Regions from separate parts of the Mus musculus genome. Here region 1 is linked to region 2. The links are chromatin contacts, called in public Hi-C maps. All regions are on one chromosome and are shown on one strand. The core of a region is the stretch at or near the end of the contact, and the rest is flanking DNA. Distances in the headings are between cores, read along the strand shown.

Region 1 (6,475 bases), core at 1,918-4,417, 50 kb before region 2:
TTCTGTTTGTGATTTGCTAATGGACTTTCACCAGCAGAGAAGTGGGGGCAGGAGAGACAAAGTTCTATCACAAAGGAGTGTGCCAAAGGGAGGAGGGACTTTTGTGACCATCCATTCCATGCAACAGACTTCCCAAGGGCTTGTACAGAGCACCTGGAAACCTCTAGGGGTGTCTCTTAGAAATTCTATCTGGTTAGAATGCCAGGTAGCTCCAGACACAGCACACCCTATTTAAAAGGGAGAACTGCTCCCAGCGGTATCAAACCATGGAGGGAAGATGACTGGAATTCCAGAACCATGAGACAGCGGACTGACTCAGCCTGGCCTAGTCTAGTCAGCCAAGGAAGCTGCAATGAGAAAAGGAAAGGTAAACTGCTATAACCTGGCGAGCACAGTGCTCACTTACCAACCAGGGGAATGGGAGTCATCTATGTGGAAGTCTCAGAATGGCAGCCTATGTGGATAGCTTTGCACTGGCGAGGCATATATGTGTGTGTGTGTGTGTGTGTGTGTGTGTGTGTGTGTGTGTATGTGTGTGTGTATGTATATATATATGTGTGTGTGTATGTGTGTGTGTATGTATATATATGTGTGTGTGTATGTGTGTGTGTGTGTGTGTGTGTATGTGTGTGTGTATGTATATATATATGTGTGTGTATGTGTGTGTGTGTATGTATATATATGTGTGTGTGTATGTGTGTGTGTGTGTGTATGTGTGTGTGTATGTATATATATATGTGTGTGTGTGTATGTGTGTGTGTGTATGTATATATATGTGTGTGTGTATGTGTGTGTGTGTGTGTGTGTGTGTGTATGTGTGTGTGTATGTATATATATATGTGTGTGTATGTGTGTGTGTGTATGTATATATATGTGTATGTGTGTGTGTGTGTGTGTGTATAATGGGGCAGTGAAAATGTGAACACCACCTCCCATACTTCTGAAACACAGTTATTGTGCTGCAGGCTTTAGCTTCATCATTCAACTCACCTTAAGAAATAACACAAGATTGTAACATTCCAACATGCTACCTTTGAGGCCAGGGCGCCTGTTACACTATAAGTATATAGGTGTATGCATGTGTGTGTGTGTGTGTGCACGCGCACAGACTCCTTGTCGTTCTCAGCAACCCTCCAATAACCCCTGCTCCCAACTCTGTTCCCAACTCTCTGACCCAGTGATGCCTGGATGTCTGGGAGTCAGAGAACCCCAGGTTTGGTCTCCCACATTCTAGGCTGTGCTTTTCTATCCACTGAGTGGTGTATCGGCGCTTCGCTGGAGCCCAGCACCCAACAGCATCAGCACAGGGTGAAAGCAGTCCAAGTACCCTGGTGTTTCCCACACCCCAGCTGTGGGGCAGAACGTGAACCCAACAGAGCACCATAAAATAAGGGCTTCAAGAATTTTTTTTTCTCCCAGTGCTAGAAGCTAAGAATCCATGACTGAGGGGTTTCAAATAAGAGACAATCCTATCAGATCAGAGCCCTATAATTAAGATATCATTTAATACCAACCATTTCCTCAGAAGTAATAAAGCCACATTAGGAGTTAGGACTGTGTGTGAAAACCTAGAACAACCCCCTAGTAAACACGAGGTCTTCAATTTCTAGTTTTGGTTGTCTCCAGACTCACAGTGAGCAGACAACAGGATGGCGACTGTACATGCAGGTGTCTTGTTAAACAACCTCCCTGTAATAAGAAACATAAGTAATAGGGTAGAGGAAAGAGGTTTAATGGCTGTAGGTGATGAGTACCTGAGAGTATTCATAGATGAGAAGAAAGTAGCGGTGTGGTCGCAAGCTCTTTCCCAGTGAACTCTGTCATGTTGTCCACCCATGGTCCCAAGTGTCCTGAGAATGAACAATTTAGTGAAGGACTGGAGACTCTTTATGTGTCAGGGGAATGTTATGAGACTTTAGGGCACAGCACCTATGGAGAGTATAATATGAACGGGTTTTTATTGTTTCCTGGCTATACCTTTTATTTTCATTCTTTTTATGTAAATGATTCAGATTTACTTTCTGGAGACAGAGCCTCACTTTGTAAGTGAAGCTGGTATTGAACTTGCAACCCTCCCCCCTCATTCTTCTGAGTGCTGGGATTACAGATATGTATGCCACCGCAGCTTAATCCCATTCTTTGTTCTAACTGTTGATAGTGCAGGTCCTGGCTTCCAAGGGTAGTATGCTGAAGTCTTATAGTCTTGTGTTATTTCTCAGGGTGAGCATAATGAGGAGGCCAAAGCCAGCAGCACAGTGAGTGTGTTTCAGGAGTATGGAGGTGCTCACATCCTCACTGCCCCATTATTGATGTGCATGCATGAATGGGCCATGTTCCTCAAGCCTTTTATCTAGTTCTGTGTTCAGCTGCTATGGAGGTCTTGTCTTCTTAAAGTCAGGTATTCAATCTTAAATAGCCTGATAATCCTCCTGATGTGTGCTTCTCCATCTCTGCCTTGCCCACCTAACACCTATTTATCTTTTATGATTTCCAGGATGCGTCCCCAATACCAATTTTTGCTGTTCTTCCTGTCAGAGAGCACAGATCATCTGTAGTGTCTGCTTGAGTGTTTGTATGTTTGTGCTTGCTATGTTGTTGCTATGTTGTGAGAGCCACAAAGATAGGAAGTGAAGATATCTCACTCTCTTGCCTATGTTAATGACCCTGGGGGTAGGCACCTCATCAAATCAGATAGATCAGCAAGATTAAATGGTGTTTTTAGGTCAAACTTAGCATGACCCCATATTTCATAGCCAAAGCCCGTGAACTAGTTGCAGCATAGGAACTAGAATTTAAGTCCCTTGGTTTCCATGGTCACGCTATCTTCACAAAACCACAAAGATTCTGTGTGTCCTTGGACTATTTATGATTAATCCAGAAGATCTTTTTAAACTGTAACTTACATATCTAGAGATATATACAATGTATGGGTTCATAACTTGACAAATTTTATACATGTTAAGGCAAGTTCTAATGATATATAATGATTATACGTGCACATGCTTGCATGTGCACACACACACAGGAACACACGTGTTCCAGGCCAGGAATCTGGTAGGGAACGGGAGCCACCTACTGTCTCAGGTGGGTGCCTGGGTGCCAGGGACTCTAAAGCCACCCAACCTACCAACTTTTCTGGCACAGTCCACTGTCTCACAATGCTCTGTGAGAAGACAACAGTGAGCCAGCTTGGTATTCAAACTGTCCCCACCCACTGGGTGGTTCTTCTCATTCTATCCTTACAAGTCTGCAATGAATCTTAAAGTGGCTAAGGTCGGGGGTCAGCAGGACAGGATAGGGGTACTCTAGAGGAGACATTAAAAAACAAAATAAAAGAGCGTGATACGGTGAAGCCTCAGGGGGCTCCCATGAGGGGATGTTTGAGTTTAGGTCTAAGTGAGGATGTTCCAGCTGTTCAAAGTACTGAGGGATGATGGGCCAGCATAGGAACCCCTGCAATGAACATGAGCTTGGTACACTGGCTTTCTGTGACTGCTTTTAACAAGTTGCCACACATAAAACATTAAGGGCAAACCTAGTGTCTTACAGTAGCACACAGTAGTTATCTCACAGATAGAGCTAATGATGTGTCTCCTGCTTCACCCCATTCCAGAATATAGGATTCAAGAAGTGAATAGCTTCGTCCATCTAGCTCCCTGTTGTATTCTCTGAGTCTGAAGAACAGAACTGAATACTTGTTGACTAATTCTCTAACCAAATGCAAAGCATGATGAAATAAATTGTGGCACTTGTACATGACATAAAGATTAATATGAGTGTACTTATAAGGTCACACTAAGCAAGAAGGGGCAAGATATATACACTACATATAAATATAAGGAGAAAGATGACAGGAAGAAAATATCTGCATATGTTAGTATTGGCTTCAGGACAGCTGTGGGTGGGTTTCTTTTTTTGGTTTCCACCCCCTTTAATGCATTACCAATTTTTTTTTTTTTTTGTAACGAGCATCTCTTCCCTTTATAATAGCCAAAGCTCTGGATTGCACATAGTCCAAGCAGATGATATCAGGTGATGGCTAACCCCCAGCTGAGTATGGCTTCCCCCTCAGGAGTCTCACCAAGCTCCAAGATGGTTTCTGTTACGATAGCTATCTCTCAAGTCTTCTGGCCCTCTCCCCTCCCTGGAGCCTCCCTTCTTATGACAGGGAAGTTATATTGAAACTCTATATTATCAAAAGAAGTCTCCGTTGCATGTCATTAATAGCACGCCCACACTGTTGATGGAATGTTTGTTCTGAGTTACCTTCCCTCTCTCCCAGCCCATATGCCCATATGCCCTTGGAAATCAGCAGAAACTAAATTCTGCATTTTGGGAAGTGCGAGTGCCTGATCCCAGGCATCCAGAGACGGAAGAAATAATCCAAGTCTCAGAAATGAGGCTGATCATCTGACCAGAGGACAATTTCCAGCTCCAGAATGACTGAGTGACTTTATTCCCTCCTCCCTCCTCCCTCCTCCCTCCTCCCTCCTCCCTCCTCCCTCCTCCCTCCTCCCTCCTCCCTCCTCCCTCTTCCCTGTGAAGCCTAATAGCTACAAGAAAGATCTTCAGGATAGCAATCCACCATCTTCTCATATTGCCAGTTCTCCATGTCTAGCAAGCACAGTTCTGGAGTTGATCAATTACTTGCTTCTCAACTCATTTGCTTTCTGTTCTTGCATCTACGTCTTGTCTTTAGTTCTGACGTCAAGCCCAGATGCATTACCCCTGTGGCCTCAACTCTTTGGACCTGAAAGCCTAATTAACTCTGTTTGTCATCTTTAGGCTGTCTTTGCAGTAACAAAGAAATAGATGCTCTTTGTATCACAAGTGAATTATAATTTCAGTTAGGGTCTGTAGTCCCAATAGTCTTTTCTTAGTGCCCTGGATCTGCACTTCAGATTTGTTTGTGCGTTAGTACAACATCCTTCTGTCAGGTCTCCCCATTAGTTGAGTCTCTGTGCCCCACAAAATGCAGTGAGACCATTTAAATGGATTAGTGGGAGCTAGTGGATGGTATTGTTAAGTATAAGCCATACCTTTTTCAGAGGGACCCTGGCTTATAAAAATCAAAGCCCTCCTCAGCAAACATCAATTATGTTTGCTCCTGCATCTTTGCAGGTGAGGCCCAGAGTCTGCTTCTTCCCTTCCTTCAAGGCTTGTTCAAGTAACCTAGTAAGGTCTTATATGGTCACCAAGAGAGTGAGACCCAGGCCGGACATGGTGGCGCACGCCATTAATCCCAGCACTCAGGAGGCAGAGGCAGGCGGATTTCTAGTTCGAGGCCAGCCTGGTCTACAGAGTGAGAGAGTGAGTTCCAGGACAGCCAGGGCCACAGAGAAACCCTGTCTTGAAAACAAACAAACAAACAAACAAAAAAGACAGTGAGACCCAGAGAGCCTTGTTCAAAAGCTACAAAACTGTCATATGAAAAACACCAGTTGGCACTTCAGTGTCTGAAGGTGATGAATGGTTCATTATAGCTGTGAGACATCTTAGTGAAGATTTAAGATGTTAAGGAGATACTCCATGCATGGAGTTGGATAGCACTACATGTAATGGAGCATGCAGAAGCATGCCTGTGTCATGCTACACTGTGCTGTGCCGGGCAGTGCAATACTGAATAGTGCTGTGCTGTGCTGTGCTGTACCACGCCGTGCCACGCAGTGCCACACAGTGCCACACCGTGCCGAGTCGGGCTGGCCTTCAGAGTCCTTACCTTTTGTGCACATGGATCCATCTGATAAATTCTTTCTCCCTGTTCAGACCCACTTCCTCCTTTGGAAATGTATCATTTTCTAATAAACTCTCCCTGTTTCTGCTACTATTCCTACGTCATTATCCAGTTCCTTGTTCCCTGATCGAAGCAGCCTGTAAGCCTTCCAGAGGTGCCCAGTAAACCTGATAGCCTCTGCTATCAGCCACCTGTGCGGGGAGGGGTGGGGGGAAAGAATCCTTGCTCATGACTCTGCACCCGTCTCCTAAACAGACTTTATTGTTATCCATAGAACTTATGCCATTCCAACATAGTAATTGTCATGAGGTCCCTTTTCAGTGAAAGAACTTGTGTGGGACAATGCCAGTGGTGTTACACCCAACAACTACTTTTATGTGAACAAATTACACTCAGTGTGCTTAGTCCATGAGTAAGCCCATGGACTAAGTAACCCTGCAGCTACTGGCATCAGCTAGGGCAAAGAGTACGTATTTCTTTATTACTCCAGAGACAGTCAGTCCAAAGACAATTGAAAGTATCTAACAAAGAGCCCCAAATATCAGCCATAAGAACACCCCCTTTCTAGTTGTTAGTCAGAGGAGTCCAAATGACCCCCAAAACATTTAGGTCATGTTACCTGTAGTTGCCTCTCAGAGATTGGAAATAAGTATGTCTAGAGACACCATCTACTTCAGACACCAGACTGGAGGACCCCAGCTGGATCTGACTGGAAAGCTTCCTCCTTGAGAACTAGCTTTC
Region 2 (7,431 bases), core at 1,431-3,930:
CCCTGTCATTATTAAATTAATATTAACAATCCCTGGGCATTAGCCCACCTATTGGGCAGATTTTCTGCAGATCAATGCAGATGTATTGCCTTACAATAATGATATATAAACAAATAGATTCAATTCTTAAGATTCTTTAAGAATTCCTAAATTTATACTAATAATTATTAAGCCCTTTATAAAAAGGTCTCCTATTAGGATCCTCTGTAGTATGAATACTGCAATTAGGATTCTGCAAGTCTTTATGTGTCATGGGCTAACTACACTAAATAGAAAGCAGATTCACAATTTAGAATACATTCCTTTAGACAGTAAAACCATTAACTAAAGGCCATCAACTGGAAATGAACAGATTTTTGTAAGTGTCAAGGACAGAAGGTGAAATATTGACTGAGTTTATCTATATAAAACTTAAGTGCTAACTTAAGTTTTAGACTCTCAATGAGCCAACCTGTGGAGCATGTGACAGATTATGTCTAGTTAGATGACTAGTATTAACGGAAACACATGTAAACATGTTATAGCTCCTTATTCAATTTATGATTTGAACTTGTTTGAACTTCTTGTGAATGTTTAAAAAAGAAAGTGGATGCTTGGAATATCCTGTGATCTATTCTCCTAAGACAGTCAGGATAGAGGCATCAGAGATGAGGAGCTGAGCAGAGGAGGAAAGACAAAGAGAGTAGAATTAAGAAGGCAGGAAAATTGAAGAGGAGAGGAAAAGCAAAGCAGAAGCAGAGACAGAACAGAGCAGAATTTAAAAAAAAAAAAAAAAAAGAGCTGACTGAGGAGAGAGAAGTGGGGCAGGATAGAGCACAGAACAGAGAATACAAGCAGAGGAGCACGCAGGTTGCTTCTTTCTCTTTAACAGCAGGTCTCTTCTCACTGATGAGGACAAGGGTTTCATACTCAATAGAAAAGTAGATGCTTTTTTTCTCTATGCAATAAAGGTTAAAGCTTAGTTTTCATCCAGAATGAGAGAGTTCTGTTTGCATTGGCACTTGCTCAATGAAACTGCTCATGAAAGCTTTTGCTCCATCCATCAAAAAAATATATACACATGTTAAGTATAGGTGTAAGTATATAAGTTGATGAGACGAGTGGACAGGCCCAACAGGAATGTATGAGGGTGTATGAGTATGTGTGTATGAATGTACATGTTTATGCAATATTTGCTTGTGTAGAAGTTTTTCTTTATGCGAGTTTGACTCTCTTCTCCTGGTTCAATAGAAGTTAATTGCTCCAAACCTCCCTCTTGCCTGGTCAGCAAGAAGGGCTTCTGGGCGAGAGAAAGGAGAACTAGCAATTAATCCTTTACTTAATCTGTAGATTTTTTTTTTCAAACTATTTTTTAAAAGATTTATTTAATGCATATGAGTACACTGTAGCTGCCTTCAGACACACCTGAAGAGGACATCAGATTCATTACAAATGATTGTCAGCCAACACGTGGTTGCTAGGAATTGAACTCAGGACCTCTGGAAGAGCAGTCAGTGCTCTTAACTGCTGAGCCATGGATCCAGCCCATACCCCCACTGTTTAACAATACGGTGTTAACTTACCTGAAGCCATTGGCTTCTGGCCTCAGAGCAACTTAAGAGCCAGGACAGAGGACAGGACAGTATATTAAGCAACTTATACTCTCACAAGACCAAGTTTCTTCCCCCACCCCACCCCCTCCCCCCAAAGCTCCGCCAAATCCGCCGCCTGCCTCCCAGCACCCAGTATATCAAAGCATGAAGTTTGAGCTACCTTCCTCACCTCCTTCTCACCCTAACTCTCTGCAGCTCCCCTAACTACTCATTCTAATACCCTGGGCTTCTCACTGTGCTCTCCCCTCCCCCACCCCCTCTGCTTTTCTCACGTCTTCTCTATTCTCTATCCCTTGATATTCTCCCCACTATGGAAGATAGCCCTGGCTATCTATGTTCAGTCTACTTACCTCTTTCTGCTCTAGACTACTCCAGATGCCTCTGGCTGCTCTCTTTTTTGTATCTATAATAAAAACCTTCCCCTTGACTATACCATGGAGCAGTCATGTTGACAGTTTATACACTTTTAAAATGAATCCATCAAAAAAGATTCCTATTTTTAATCTTTCAAATATTAGTGTTTCTAATTTTATTTTATTTTATTTTATTTTGGGGGGGGGGTTTGAGACAGGGTTTCTCTGTATAGCCCTGGCTGTCCTGGAACTCACTTTGTAGACAGGGCTGGCCTCGAACTCAGAAATTCGCCTGCCTCTGCCTCCCAAGAGTGCTAGGACTAAAGGCGTGCGCCACCACACCCAGCATTCGAATTTTAATTTTAATATTCTTTCAAAAACTAGTTTCAAATGTTATTTCCATAGGAAAGGATATGCTGCAGTCACAAAATACCAACTGGGGCAACCCTTTTAAGAAACATCACCTCTCCTGTCATTCTTTATTTGAGTTACTATTTTACCAAATGACTTAAGTGTTTCTGGGAAAGAAAAAAACAAAAGGAAGCAAATTTTCCAGTTTTTTTTCTGGGCTGAATTATGACCTTGGAGTACAATGCTGCTCAGAGTAGCTTGGACAGATAATCAACGGTATCTTGAATCTTACCAAGAAATGCAAATTATTGGGCTCAGTTTCAGAATCTCCAGAGATAAGCAGCTGGCCTCTGTCCTGGTAATGTTTATGCAGAAACTGAAAGGGCAGTCTGGGGAAGACACCGCAGGCACCGCGGTTAACAAAAGCAAAGCACCCTGCTAGCTTTGGTACAGAAGGCAAGGCTTTCAGTCTTCATTCTACATCTGAAACTACTTGTGTTTTTCTCTGAGATAGTTTCAAAGCTGGATCTGGCTGTTCATTCTGTTACGTAAATATTTACTGATTTCCACTTTTCTCAAAGAGGTGGAAGAGACAGGGAATCTCCCATTTCTGGGAAAGTTAAGTATTGGCTTAATTAAAAACCAAGTGATCTTTATTTTCTTCTAGAATTAATTACTTGCTGGTCAAGACAAGAAAAGTGGTCGTTTTCTCTTTAGATTTGGGTGTGTTAATACATACATTTCTCAGGAAAACTTAAGATGGGACAACGTATGTTATTCCTTTATGTTCCAGACAAGAATAAATCACAACACTGTCAATGGCTCAGTACTGTACCTGCAAATTATAAAGCTTAGGAAAACAACTTTAAGTTCTAAAACAGGTAAGATTTAGAGTCAGAAATAGGTGTTAAACAAACTGGTTGGCTTAAGATGCCCGAGAAAGCAAACACCATTCACTGGATGACAGCCTTTACAGTGCAGAATCCCCTCAACACATCTGCTACATAAAGTACACTAGGACAGAATCATTTTCACAAAGCAGGGTTCCTTTCACATTGGCTTATTTATTTCACAATGCCACAAAGAAGTCCCAAATCTTTACAATTCTTTACTTGCTTCTCATTTTTTAAAAAAGAAAAGCCCTAAATATCAAATCATGTTTTAAAAAATTTTAACTGAATTATTTAAGTTATGACAATGATAGAATGTGCCAGTCAGTCAAACTTCCAAACTACTAAAGCTCTGAAGTAAGAATGAACCATGACTGGAGCTCACCGCATTGCACAGCTGTTCAGGCTGAGCAGCTGTCACGAATGCGAGTGCACAGCCACTGCCACTCACACACTGAGAGCACGTGTTCTCTACATCTGACACGCTGAGGTAAAAGCCAGGTTTTACCAACTTTTTAATTAATGCAAAAAACCTTCCACAATAGCAACTGTGTTGAAAACACCAGTAAAATTAGCCAGCCTGCTGATACGTTGCGATCTTCTGATTAATGGAGCACAGACATTTTGTAACTATACAATTTATAAGCAACTAATAAACTTTGAAATGTTAGTAATATAATAAAGTTATAAATAGTTTACCATCTCCTTTCCCTTATATATTTTTATATTCATGCATCTCATTTATCTGTCTAGTAGACTATTAAATTCTGGATTTAAATATGACTAAGCATAAAATAAAACAGAGATGAGTGTGAATGTCTAAGCCAGTAAAAGCTATTAACTTGGAAACAAATTCAACCTAAGGCATACATGGAGAAAGTTAGATTTGACATTGTCCTTCATAGTTTGACCTGTCAAGTACACATGAACATCCATGGCTCAAATTATGAATGTCTATGTGCCATAAAGCTAACTGCATCACAAATGGAATGCCTATTACTTGAAGAAAGGCCCCTCCGATGTTAAACTTTGCAAGATGTGGAGTCTGAAGTGGTAGGCAACCATATTAGCAAGGTTTTAAGATCTAGTCAATATATACATATATATGGAACTTTCCGTTTAAATTACAATGTCTATTACCAAAAGAACCTAGGCTAGCAGTGCTATGATACTAGTCAAAAGGGTAACATTCCATCACTAGACTATCTTCCTGCTATCTGAAGATCACAGTAGATTCCACTTTAGGCTGTAAGAGGCATTGCCTGAATGCACTCAGTGTGTGTCCAGTAGTCAAGCTGCTCTCAACATCTAAGAGTCAGGTGGCATCAACATCAAGTCTCCCATTGCAGTTCCTTCCCTCAGCTCATAACTTCCACTCACAAGTCCAGGATTACATTTGGCTCTTCCACTTAATCCCTTTCTGTTGCCACAGCTGCTATGTAACTGCTATTCAAAATTATGCTCTATTTCTGAGAAATCATTCTTATTGTCTTTATCAACTCTAAATTTCTCTTTAGAACTCTGGAACAATATGAAAACATTAAAAATATTTTTAATTTTGTCTTTCAAATACAATAAAATTCTGATATATGATGTTAAGATAATTCAATTACTAGACAAATGATCTCTGTTTACATAATACACTTTGTAAAGAGGTTTCGCTGAATTTTTCTTTAGTGAGGTGAGTTTCAACCGTTCTAAAAACAGTAAATTAGCTCATTACTTATGTGTGAATCTAAAGTATGTTCTTTATGAGATTATCTGTAAGTCAAAAACAAAAAACTTAGGCAGATGGTTGTTAAAAATAATGCTAAGAGAGGCACTGAGCAGTAAACTTTCATTTAACTTAACATCTGCTCAGTTTAAATTAGTTTAGTATAAAGGGCCCATTAATTAATTCATTAGATTGGTCACGGCAAGACATTTGAACTACACAATAGGATTTTTAAAGTAGTTGGTTTTGCTGTTCTTGATAATCTTCCCCCACCCCACCCCACCCCCCCCCTCTCTCTCTCACACACACACACACACACACACACACACACACACACACACAGAGTAGAGTATTCTGGATATTGGATTTCCTCTCCATAATCCTGTATAATTTACTGTTCACAATCTGCAATGTTTTCAAAACTATGTATTAACCATGGCCAATTAGAGCTATCCGAGAACCTCTTAAAAATTATTTGGGAACTTCAGGTGTTGCCCCAAGAAAACTGATGTTTGACTATTTAAAAAAAAAATGAAAATTCATATAAAAACACAACCGACTTAACACACATGTTGAAAAAAACTCAAGTTATAACTCAATGCTGTGCTTTCTCACACATGACCAAGAAAAGAATTACAAGTAGTAATGCTGTGTCAAGAAGAAACTATGACCAGTGGGCTGGGGAAGCTACACAGGATCACTGCACTACATGTATGTGCAGAATTCAGCATGGGCCAGCATGGAAAACTGTCTTGCACTGAGGTTTTCCAAGAGGTACAACGAGCCTGCCAAGAAACATCTGGTCTGTACTAACAGCTTGCTGTCTTCAGTACAGGCCTTCATAATGTCAGTCACGCTGCTCTTGCAAAATCCCTTAGTGTCTGAAACAGATAGAAAAAAAGAATAGCGTATTTCAGTAGTCACTCTTATACAAACCCTTGGGAAGTGACCCACTGATGAGAATGGAATAGAGAACCGGCCCTCTTTACAGTTACACATTTGCTCATAAACCTTAACTATGTTAAAAATGATACACATGCTTAAGAACTAATTATTTGAAAGTGCGAAGAAGCTATGTATCTACAAACTGTAATAAAAACACATCAATTCTGACTACTAGAAAGTCAGAGTCTGAAAGACATATTTATCTGTTTCATTTTAAATAGGAAATTAAACTAGTATATAGCATATTCTAGCATCTGTGGTAAGATTAACAGGAATCAATAAATAGCTACTACATTGTTAAACTACTTACAAAAGAGTTTTCGGTGCTGATAGGTAGGGCTATGATCGATGATGTGGGATTGAATCCATATGCACATTGAGTTTCATTTCATTGTCAAGAATTTGAACAAGTTGTTGCATGGATGGAAGATGTCCAGATTCCAGCTTAGACCACACTGGCACATCTACAAAAATAAACAGCCAAGCCCCCAAACCCACCCCCAAAACACATTAAAGATGCTTCCACAATAGACATCAACCCCACAAATATTTATTGAGTTTCATGCACAATTAGCGATACAACAGTGTACTGCTTAGGGGGTTTTCACTGAAGCAAAAAAATTCCAAGGGCATTACAAGTCACCACAAAACTATACTTGGGATTAAAACCCGAGTGTTCCATCCACTACAGGAGCATAAATACCAGCCTCTCTTGCTGACTGGTCAGAAAAGAACATCAGTTAAACTAGATCAATAAAGAAAAAGATAAGTCACTAAGGTAGAGCAAAGGTTTGGAAGTAGAAAGGAGCACAGGCCTGAACAGGATGAACAAGGGAGTTCTACAAGAGGGACTGAAGAGGCATAGAAATTTAGATTAGGGTAAAAAAAAAAAAACTGCAACAACCAAGAAGGAAACATTTTACCTAAGGAATAGTGTTTGTAACATTCAACTTGCACAGCAACCTGCAAGCAGCGATGGGAACACATTTTAAAATTGGGTATAGTTGTGTTCAAATATAACTATTAGACAGGCAACAGGGTATGAAACACGGGACTCAAATTAGATTTTGCAGGACCTTTGCTCACACTGAATACACTGGCATTATCCTGAAAAAGAACCTGCTTAAGGAAGCTGTTTAGACACTCAAGTGTAACAAGGGAAGCTTCATTACGAAGGTTACTGTGGCCGCAATGATGGCACTCAGAACAAGTGCTAAGAGGATCCTGAGTTTTCCTCAGCCCCATTACATAGTCAGAGAACACATTTCTGTGAAATTCTCCTTGACGAAACTCCAGTGTTTTGTTATAAACATAAGAAGTTTGAGTTTCAAGTATTAATTTCATCCATTTAAAAATGGCCAGGCTTGGTAGTGCATGCATGCCCTTAATTCCAGCACTCAGAAAGCAGAGGCAGGTGGATCTCTGTGAGTTCAAAACTAGCCTGGTCCACAAAGCAAGTTCCAAGACACAGAGAAACCCTGTTTCAAAAAACAAACAACAACAACAAAAAATGTACAAGTTGTGGTTAAAGGTCTATTCATCAATCTACTTTTCAGAGACCATGTGAGGCCATGTAACATGGACTG

Evidence for each region. Hi-C and Micro-C count contacts between places; a contact is called where the count stands out from the background.
Region 1: a Hi-C map of group 2 innate lymphoid cells shows a contact between it and region 2, with 2.9 times the contacts expected there. The contact joins two enhancer-like sites. A contact is called at or near these places in 1 of 39 promoter capture datasets (macrophages), 13 of 484 Hi-C or Micro-C datasets (the G1E-ER4 cell line, the MNK3 cell line, cumulus cells and 9 more), 3 of 115 datasets of contacts at active chromatin or transcription factors (a beta-TC-6 cell line and embryonic stem cells) and 4 of 9 other capture datasets (adipose tissue, embryonic stem cells, liver and 1 more).

The regions. Positions count from the first base shown.
Region 1 is chr3:58,640,208-58,646,682 of GRCm38.p6, reverse strand. No RefSeq gene overlaps it. Among named protein-coding and RNA genes, the nearest start is that of Erich6, 6.2 kb to the right of the region's middle. Within about 2 kb of position 3,167, at least 3 of the 459 cell types and tissues checked have an H3K27ac peak or open chromatin away from gene starts, as enhancers often do. A contact at or near this core is called in group 2 innate lymphoid cells, where this site is marked.
Region 2 is chr3:58,589,045-58,596,475 of GRCm38.p6, reverse strand. Selenot (selenoprotein T) reads right to left here. Exons shown (of 6, transcript NM_001040396.3): 5 at 6,156-6,309; 6 at 2,932-5,781. The coding sequence ends at 6,185. Among named protein-coding and RNA genes, the nearest start is that of Selenot, 16 kb to the right of the region's middle. Within about 2 kb of position 2,680, at least 13 of the 459 cell types and tissues checked have an H3K27ac peak or open chromatin away from gene starts, as enhancers often do. A contact at or near this core is called in group 2 innate lymphoid cells, where this site is marked.